2 separate regions of the Mus musculus genome follow, and region 1 is linked to region 2. Evidence: chromatin contacts called from public HiChIP or PLAC-seq data. All regions are on one chromosome and are shown on one strand. Each heading gives the region's core, a stretch centred on a gene start, on an enhancer-like site or on the middle of the called end of the contact. The rest is flanking DNA. Distances are from core to core; before and after follow the strand shown.

Evidence for each region. HiChIP or PLAC-seq counts read pairs in DNA pulled down with a chosen protein or histone mark.
Region 1: a contact with region 2 is called in an HNF4G HiChIP or PLAC-seq map of pancreatic cancer cells. The contact joins two enhancer-like sites. A contact is called at or near these places in 1 of 39 promoter capture datasets (hippocampal neurons), 1 of 15 datasets of contacts at CTCF or cohesin (the NIH/3T3 cell line), 3 of 484 Hi-C or Micro-C datasets (ECoMG myeloid progenitors, embryonic stem cells and nephron progenitors) and 8 of 115 datasets of contacts at active chromatin or transcription factors (the NIH/3T3 cell line, a colorectal cancer cell line, embryonic stem cells and 2 more).

What each region holds. Positions count from the first base shown.
Region 1 is chr1:88,532,764-88,537,543 of GRCm38.p6, reverse strand. No RefSeq gene overlaps it. Among named protein-coding and RNA genes, the nearest start is that of Gm19589, 16 kb to the left of the region's middle. Within about 2 kb of position 3,258, at least 47 of the 459 cell types and tissues checked have an H3K27ac peak or open chromatin away from gene starts, as enhancers often do. A contact at or near this core is called in pancreatic cancer cells, where this site is marked.
Region 2 is chr1:88,450,685-88,455,627 of GRCm38.p6, reverse strand. All of the region lies in intron 1 of Gm29538 (predicted gene 29538), which reads left to right. Among named protein-coding and RNA genes, the nearest start is that of Gm28888, 7.0 kb to the left of the region's middle. Within about 2 kb of position 3,172, at least 25 of the 459 cell types and tissues checked have an H3K27ac peak or open chromatin away from gene starts, as enhancers often do. A contact at or near this core is called in pancreatic cancer cells, where this site is marked.

The DNA of each region.
Region 1 (4,780 bases), core at 2,009-4,508, 82 kb before region 2:
ACTGCTGGAGGCTTCACATTCTACTTGTGTGTCCTGGGAGGACCTCACCACCACCAACACTTCTAGGACAAAACCCGTACCAGAAGACAGCATTGGGGTGAGTGAACACACATGCATTTTCCTCTCATGGAAAATCACTTTACAGTGTGAAGTTTCAGTCATGCTTTCTCCTCAACGAGTGTGAGTTACTAGTTAGCAAGTCTTAGAAAGTATGGCAGGACCACTCAGCCGCAGTAGCCATGCAGGTACAGCCAGGACTCTCATGGGTCCCTGTCAACTTTGCACAGTGCAACAACTCACCTTGGAAATGAGGGCTGGAGGGACAAGAGCCTATTTGAAGAGAGAACTGACATCAGGGCAGGTTTCCAAAGCTTCCAGAAGCAAGCAGCCTCAGGCTCTAGAAGGTTATTGCTTTTCTTCTGAATGTTGTTTGTCCTTGAAAATCTTCTACTTGTTAGGGCAGAACCCTTCTCTCCAAATACCTGAAGCATGAGTTGTCACTTAAAACAAATGCTTAAAGGGTGAACGTGCTGTCACCTTGTGTCATTATTTATCCAGTACTGGGGATTGAGCTGGGATTTACCATCTCGTTGTTTGTGTGTTTAATACAGGAGTCTTCCTACATAGCCCAGTCTGCCCCACTTTATATTTGTTCTGTAGCCGAGGCTGGCTTTGAACTCATGATCTTTGTGCTTCTGCTGCCCCAGTTCTGGCATTGAGTGAGTGTGTTACCCTACATGTCTACATTATCATCCCTACATTCTTAAGTTTGATGGGCTCTTTGTCTCTATGAAGACTTCTCCTAGCACATTCTTCAAACCAAAGTCACACATAGAATTCTGAACTATTACATCTCAACTAGGCTACTAGGAGAATTCTAGAGCACCTGTCTCCAAAAGCAACCTGTGTTCTTTCCTTAGTTGTGGCTTCTCAGAGTTCGTTTACTGCATTTTCATAGACTCCAAAGACACTGGCATTATCAGCACTGAGCCAGAAGGCCCCCATCTTCTGCAGAACTAGATTATTTATAATATTCATCAGTAACTGGTAACTAGGGGAGTGACTTGCTCAGCAGGCAAAAGTATGTGTCACAAAAGCCATATTATCTGAGGTCTGTCCCTGGAGCCCCTAGTGGAAGGAAAGAAATTAATCTTAAGAGTTGTTCTCTGGGGCCAGAGAGATGGCTCAGCAATTAAGACTGCTCTTTCAGAGGTCCTGGGTTTAATTCCCAGCAACCACATGGTGGCTCACAACCATCTCTAATGGGGTATGATGCCCTCTTCTGGTGTGTCTGAAGAGGCCTACAGTCAAATATATAAAACAAATAATTCTTTTTTTTTAAGTTGTTCCATAAGCTCCACATGCATGCGCGTGCACACACACACACACACACACACACACACACACACACACACACACGCACACGCACACACACACACACACACACATCATGGGCACACATGTACACAGACACAGACATACATACACACACTAAGAGCAAAAGAATTTGAATAGCTGCAAACTGGGTCTAGGGCTCTCTCCTTTCTTTAGACACCTCTTTTCTCTGTGTCAACAAATAGCCTTCACCCCCAATTGCATGTCTTGCTTAAAGGTAGCCCATGCCATCTTAAGGTTTCTTGCTTCACTCTTCAAAGCTGAATTTCACAGGGTGCAAGGAGGAAGATTTGGGCCAACCTTTGATGCCTTTTAGAAAATCATCATTGGTGGGGCTGGAGAGATGGCTCAGCAGTTAAGAGCACTGACTGCTCTGCAGAGGTCTTCAGTTCAATTCCCAGCAACCACATGGTGGCTCACAACCATCTGTAATGGGATCTGATGCCCTCTTCTGGTGTGTCTGAAGTCAGCGACAGTGTACTCACATATATTAAATAAATAAATCTTTTTTAAAAAGATCATCATTGGCATTCTTCATGAAAATCTTGTCATTCTAAGGCTAGAAGAAGTTTTAGACTAAAGCAACCCACGTCACCTGTCAGACTGCAGGTCCCATAGAAGGAAGGTCCCTGCAGGGTCTATGGGGGAACTGGGATCAGATCCGAGGTCTAAGTCAGATGATGCAGATTACACTTTGCCAGGAAAAAACAAAGCTTGGAAAGACCTCAATTCATTCAGTAAGGACTTCACCCTTTATTTTAAGAATGACACAAAATCAAGGTTTTTTTGTTTTTTAAGTCAAGCATGCTAGTGCATGCTTATAATAGCAGAGGTGGGGGACATAGAGACAGGCAGATCCTTGGGGGCTTATTGGCCAGTTATCCTAGCTGACGTGAGTTCCAGGCCAGTGAGAGACCGTTTCTTCAAAACAAGGTCAGTGGCACCTGAAGAAGGACACATGGGATTGTCCTATACCTCCATCCACAGGAGCAAAGATGTACCCACCTACCCCCTTCCAAACCCAAAATTAAGGGTATTCTCACAAAAAGGGACCTCTCATGACTGCCCTCCGAAAGACCCAACGAGCAGCTGAAAGAGTCATATGCAGATATTTACACCCAACCAATGGACAGAAGCAGCTGACCCCTGTTGTTGAATTAGGGAAGGCTGAAAGAAGCTGAGGAGAAAGCGGGTCCTGTAGGAAGACCAGTAGTCTCAATTAATCTGGACCCCCTGAGATCTTTTGAACACTGGACCACCAAACAGAGAGTATACACCAACTGATATAAGGCCCCCAACACACATAAAGTAGAGGACTTCCGGGTCTATGTTCATTCAGAGATGATGTACCTAACCTTCAAGAGACTGGAGGTCCCAGGGAGTTTAGAGGTCAGGTGGGGTGGGGGTGGGGGCATCTATGTGGAGACAGGGGAGTGTGGAGGAAGTGTGGGATGTGGAGCAGTTGGAAGGTGGATGGGGGAGGATGAAGAATGGAATATTCAGTGTAAAAAATAAATTAAAAAAAATTCCCTATGTCTGGTATGGTATAGATGGTGTCCATTATTCAAATAGAAAAGGAATAGGCCTTTTTTTCTTTTTTCAATCTAGTCAGTATAAATAGGAATCACATTAGGTTATTTAATTTCTGAAGAGCTCACATGATTAGATTTAAATACAAAGCAAGCACAGCATTCTCTACTTGATTGAAATGATGTCTAATAAATGTTTGCGATCCTCTTGAGAAGTTAGATAATGTGAAGTTCAGTGCTTTCTCTTTCTTTAGTCAACACTTTAAACTTCCCGCTGGAGCTTGGCTCTCCCACTAACGTTGCTGGTCCATGACTCACCTCAGGAATAAAGAATGCTTTTGTGTGTGGGGCTTCACCACAGAGACGGTATTTTTTTTTTCTTTGTCTCAACCTCATCCTGAAGGTGTGGCTTTCTTAGCAAAATAGTCATTCTTTCTTTGTGCTGCTTGGGCCCCCACTCATTAATCGAGTCAAGTCTGGAACACCCATTAACAACCCCTAAAGATTCAAGGAAATCTACTCAAAGACCAGTTATTTCTTTAATGTTCTCAAATTCTCTCTTCAACAAAACCGAGAGCAAGGCTACACAAGATGAGTTGGGAGAGCTCAGGTTAGCAGAGTCCAGACTCCATGCAAAGGCAAATCCTCTGCCTTGTTATTAGCGTGACTAGAACCAGAAGACGTACAGGGATATCCTTAGCAAGCCAGAATGGCGTTGTCAGCTCAGTAAGTACATATCGAAGCAAAGACCAATTGGAGATAACTTTTATGAACAAAATATTTCTTTTTAACCACTAAGAGTCTTCAACCAGAAGGACTCCAAAGAAAATTCCAGGGGGGTGGGGGGGAGAACTTGATAGCAAAGACACATCATGAAACAATTTTCAAACAAGTGAACACATTTTCAAAGTTTAGATGAACAACAAGAACAACAATTTTGTTGAACAAAGAGCTAAATACTAGAAAAGTAATAGAGAAGTCTTGGAAAGTTACACAAGAGGGATCAAGATGGTGATGAGTATTTGACATAAAATTCACTAAAACTGAATTCAAAAATTGGTCATGAAGAGGGGAGAGAAAAGGAAAGAAGAGAAGAAGAAGGAGAAGGAGGAGGAGGAGGAGGAGGAGGAGGAGGAGGAGAAGAAGAAGAAGAAGAAGAAGAAGAAGAAGAAGAAGAAGAAGAAGAAGAAGAAGAAGAAGAAGAAGAAGAAGAAGAAGAAGAAGAGAGACACACATAGAGAGAGAGAGAAGAGAGAGCTTTAAAAACCAGGTTGGGGAGATAGCTCAGTGGTTAAGAGCACTGACTGCTCTTCTAAAGGTTCTTAGTTCAAATCCCAGCAACCACATGGTGGCTCACAACCATCTGTTATGAGATCTGATGCCCTCTTCTGGGGTGTCTGAAGACAGCTACAGTGTACTTACATATAATAAACAAACAAACAAACAAACATCCCAATATTGGCAGGGAAAGTACGTGTACATCAGTCCCCAAAGGACTGACACAGGTACAGGGTTTGATCTCTGCCACCTGATGAACCCAGGCTGTGTGAGGATGCTACACAGATCTGTTGGCAAAATGGTCCAGGTTTACAGGGAGCAATGTGCCAGCACTTAGTAAGTGCAGTGGAGAAAGGCTAAAGGCTTGACTGCACATGTGGGCATTCACCCCAGCAAGCAGACTCTCATCTGACTGAGACTGTACAAAGACCAGAGAAAGAACCTGGATGGATCTCACTAGAGATAGAAGGAAAGAGGCAGCTATGAAGAATGAACAGCAAAGAGGATGCAGGGACAAAATATTCTCATGTAAACCTTTAAGTACCACTAGAGTCTCTGAAAGGAGGAATGCGAAGAGG
Region 2 (4,943 bases), core at 1,923-4,422:
AGTGGTCTGTGGTGGAGGTCTGGCCTGGCATGCACAGAGCCCTGGGTTCAACCCCCAGTAACACACACACACACACACACACACACACACACACATTTTAAATAAAATCTATAAAGATAATCAGATGTACATAGCATGAGTCTGAGGTCAGCTTGAAGATAAAATTCCTAAACTGTGTGAGGGAGCTCAGACAAACACACTGTGTCATCTAAAGGTGCAAAACCAAAATTAAATAATTTCGATTCTTTACAATTCCCACCTGCCAGTTAGTTGAGTTTGCTCCCTCCCTCTCCCCTCCCCCTCCCCTCCCCCTCCCCTCCCTCCCTCTCCCCTCCCTCTGTCCTCCCCCCTCCTCCCCCTTCTTTCTTCCTCTCTCCCACTCTGGGAAAAACAAACTAAGAAGCTGGCAAAAGGCAGACAGTTCTCCTGAAGGAGTTAGGTGATAGGTTTGAGCCCAGTACTCTCCCAGCAAGCCGCTGGGAGCCACAGACCTCTGACCACTGGGAGCCACAGACCTCTGGCTGCTGACTGTCACTCCCTGGAGCACAGGGAAGCACAGAGGCTGCTGTGGTCTGGGGTCTCCCCACCCAAGAGCAGAAGGAGTTGAAGGCTGGTAGTCCTACCTGCAGAGGAAGGCACAGCACTCGCTAAAAATTAACATCCTGACCCTCTAGCCAGCTCAGTTAGGGAAAACCAAAGGACTGTTGGAACAGGAAAGGAGCCAAGTTAGTTCTTCAGTAATGAGACGTCATCATTGCCACTGGTGTTGAGTGCCGGCCTACAGCAGGGCTGGTCTTCAGAGCATCCTCAGATGGAATATTACAGAATGGCTTCTACTGTGTAGTCAAGGGCAAAGTGCAGGGGCTGGTTTTCTGCCTCTGGTTAGTGTAGCTTATTAGAATTTGTCTAAAAACCTCTGTAAATCTATCTATCATCTACCTATCTATCTATCTATCTATCTATAATATATAATAAATTAATATAGTAAAATCACTCAATATATTAATTATTATATATAATATAAATATAATATGTATTAATCTATGCATCATCTACATATCTGTCTTACATATCTGTCATCTACCCATCCCTCATCTGTCTATTATCTATCTATCCTGTGTGTGTGTTGGCTTACAGGTGATTCCACTAGGCTCCTCTTAGGTACCTGTGCCATCACCTGCACGGGCCAGTTTCAGGTGTTCTACAAAAGGACAGCTTGCCACCCCAGTTCTGTCACTATCTGTTCCCACATGTTTCCAGCCGGTCTCTCTCTCTCCCCCTTTCTGTCCTTCTCTCTGCCCCCGCTTCTCTGCCCTCATGGCTCTGCTCATCTGTCACCCCTGTCCCTTCTCCACACCCTCACTCCCCTCTCTTCCCCCAAATAAACCTCCTTTATACCAGATCTGCTGCATGCTGTGATTTCTCAGGGGACACCTTGACATGAGCCCACCAGGTAGCCCCCATGCCCCATTGTATTATATTTTATAACTGTGTTTATCATTATTTTTACCTATCTTCCTACGGTCTCTCACCTACCTATTCTTCACCCATCTACTATTTACATCCACCTATATGTCTATGAAATCCATCTATCTACCAGCCTGTCATTTTTTATACTACTTGTTTACAACAAATATCTGGAATCTACCAGCCCCAAGGGAAACAGAGAGGGCAAACTCTGTCCCAATATGTCTGAAAATGCTTAACCTCCAAGAGCGGCACTGTCTTCATTTTTTTTTAAGCGAGCAAGAGCCCCCACCTCCCCAAACCACAGACATCCACCGGCCTGGGCCCTCCCTCACCAGCTCCTGCCTAGAGATAGGATGCAAATGAGGTGAATAATTAGCTTTAGTAATTGGAAACGTGAGGGAAGACACCCAAAACCTCTCCCAGAAATACCACTTACATTCTGAGGAGCAGAAAAATTCGTTCACAAATTACTTCCCACCTATTCTATCAGCATTTCATTTCTGACCCATTTATTTATTTATTTATTTATTTATTTATGCCACACGCCATATCCTGCTGTCCCCTGATTGCTTACCTGGCAACGACTTTCTTTGATGAAGACAAAGCTTTTCCTTGCCCCTCCTTATGCTCCCATTAGCATAAATATCACCCCCTTCAGTGTCTCCTTTCACCAAGAGCTGCTGTTCTGCCTACCTTGTTGATTTGCAGATTTCTCTTCTGTGTGTGAGCACACAGCACCGTCTTTCCTGCAGGGTCTAGTCCTGTCTGTCCAGGTATCCCTAGTATCCTGCACAGAGCCTGCTTTTACGCTTGTCCATTCACTGCCAAGGAATCCAGTCAGCTGGCCTATATTATTCCAAACACTCCAACCTCAGTTCACAGCCTGCTTCCTTCCCTCTGACTAAAAGCCCAAGATCCTAGGTCAGGGTCACCACACAGGACAGGCCCAATGTGGGGAAACCACAGTACTGCAAACACAATAGAAACTTGACTGCGAAGTCAATCCAGTTATTTGGTACAAGCTACATCTTCCCTAAACTCATGGCTTTATCTATAAACGCGTTTGTCTACTCTCTGTCTCAACTGCTGTGTTAAATGCTAGGCAGAGGGCTCTGTCTGTCAGTGTCCGATGCAGAACTGTGGGAACCTGAGCTCAGACCACCGCCCCTCCCCCACCCCTGACCATATTAAAAAGCCTGCTGCAAGGTCCGTCTGATGCCACACAGCATGGGTGGGTGGAAGACATTCAGAGGCCTGTCAGCCTCATGGCCTACTCACCTCAGCAGCTACGGTGATGTGTAAGTATATGGTGTGATTAGAGAGAAAGAGAAGCCGAACTGGAGACTTGAGGGTGGGGAGCCCAATGTGAGTAGCCTGAGTCCTGTAGCAGCAGGGGTCTGTGTCAATGTCCATGTTATCACCAAAGGCCATGCAGACGTCCCCTGTATGGGCTGCTGCCTGGGACCCAAGGGCTGTGCAGAGCTGACCCTGCCTCTTTCTGGTTGTGGCACTTTGGATGGGCTACTGGAGCAGAGCTGGAGAGCTTGTCCCTGTGGTGTGAATTCAGGTTAGCGGGTGGGCTGACCAACTCAGCTAGCGTCCAGGCCCAGGTCCAGGGCTTGGAGTTGACACCACAACGCCTACCCCATGTATGAACTGCTGGAGCTCATAAAGAGGCCGGTCCTACAGATCCAAAGCTGATAACTGAGAGGAACCCCAGAGAGGCTCCAGTACCAATAGTGCCTCGAACCAGACCAATGACTCATTCCATAAACACTGGCAAGTAAAGATGCTTAGTCAAAAGGGCACAACAGTGTGATACACCATGACACACTGCAGCTTGCAGGGCGAGATCTTCCTTCTTTCCTTCCTTCCTTCCTTCCTTCCTTCCTTCCTTCCTTCCTTCCTTCCTTCCTTCCTTTCTTTCTTTCTTTCTTTCTTTCTTTCTTTCTTTCTTTCTTTCTTTCTTTCTTTCTTTCTCTGTTTCTGTTTTTACTTTTTTGTTTTCTTGAGGGCTGGGGAGAAGGAGGTTTCAAGGGCCAAGGGCAGGCAGATACAGAGACAGGGAGATAGATGAATGGGACTCGGGGTTCACGATGTGAAAGTCACAAAGAATCAATAAAAAAGTTAAAAAGTAAATAAAGAGCCTGCTGTGCAGTAGACACATGCCTACCACCCCCTCTGTAGAGACAGAGACGGCAGCATCTGTCGGAGCTTACAAGTCCGCTGGCCTTGCCAAATCCCTGAGCTCCAGGTTCAGTGTGAGGCCCCATCTCAAAAAATATTGGTGGAGAAGCAACTCAGGAAGACATCCTATATTGATATCTACATGAACATACTATGTATGCACACACCCACACAAACACCACACACACACACACACACACACACACACACACACACACACACAATGCCTATAGCCCCCTAAAGCCCTAAGATGTTATGATGCCTGGTTTTACATAAATAAAATCTGTCATAAAGTAGTTGAGTGTACACTACTATTCTTTTAAGTATAAACAGATGACATGAATGTGTAGCGCTCAATGGTTCTTACATCGTACAACCAAAATAAAAGGGTGAAAGAGGTCAGAAGGGCCACCAGAAGAGCTGGCCAGGCTTCCCAGGAGCATGGTGGTGTGCAGCAAGGACCGCAGAGAACAGCTGGCAGCATGGAGGGCTGTCCCAAGCTGTGATGCTGCTGGGTGCAAAGTCAGCCCACGGTGCCAACCTGTGGGTACCACAAGACAAGATTGTCATTTTTAAAAGAGGCATCATAGAAAGATGGAAAATCAAAGGCGCCTGTATTTCAGTGGAGAAGCCATTATACACCATATAAAGAAATCAAACATGAGTGACTATTTTAAAGATTTATTGCAAAATTCAATTCCAGGTATTCAGGGTACTTCAAGCTCGCAATTATTTTTCTGTCACTGTGTAACTGAGTAATTCTAACTGTTCATTATACAGTCTCCGAAGGAAAATTGCTGGCTGGTCAGCACGTTTCCATCTTTGGTTGACCTGGCCACTCACTACAGTGTGGGCAGGGGGCTTATTTTCTCTTCCAATTTGCCTAAAAATATTCTCACACAGCCCAAGGAGAAAAGGGATCTAGGCCTGACAGCCATTCCTTCTGAAGCAGAAATTGTAACCAAGTTCACAGAGCCTGACAACTCACTGCTGTGCATAAAATGTGGCGGCCAAAACTGTGAAAGACTAAAGGTTTGTTAATGTAATTACCGCAGGAGAACTTTACACATCCTCTGCAGTGGGTTAAAGTTAGAACCGGAAGCCCTAAGGTTGTTTCTGTTTCAGTTGCTTCTTCCCGTACCATTGAATTCTCAATTGTAAATGATGACTTTGTGACAAGTTTCTATTCTTTCCAAGTCAAATAGATGTGCATCTCTGGGGCTGGCCACAGTGGAGTCTCAGCACTGTGCATGCTTTCAATAAGTAGATGTTGAGAGTAAGAGACA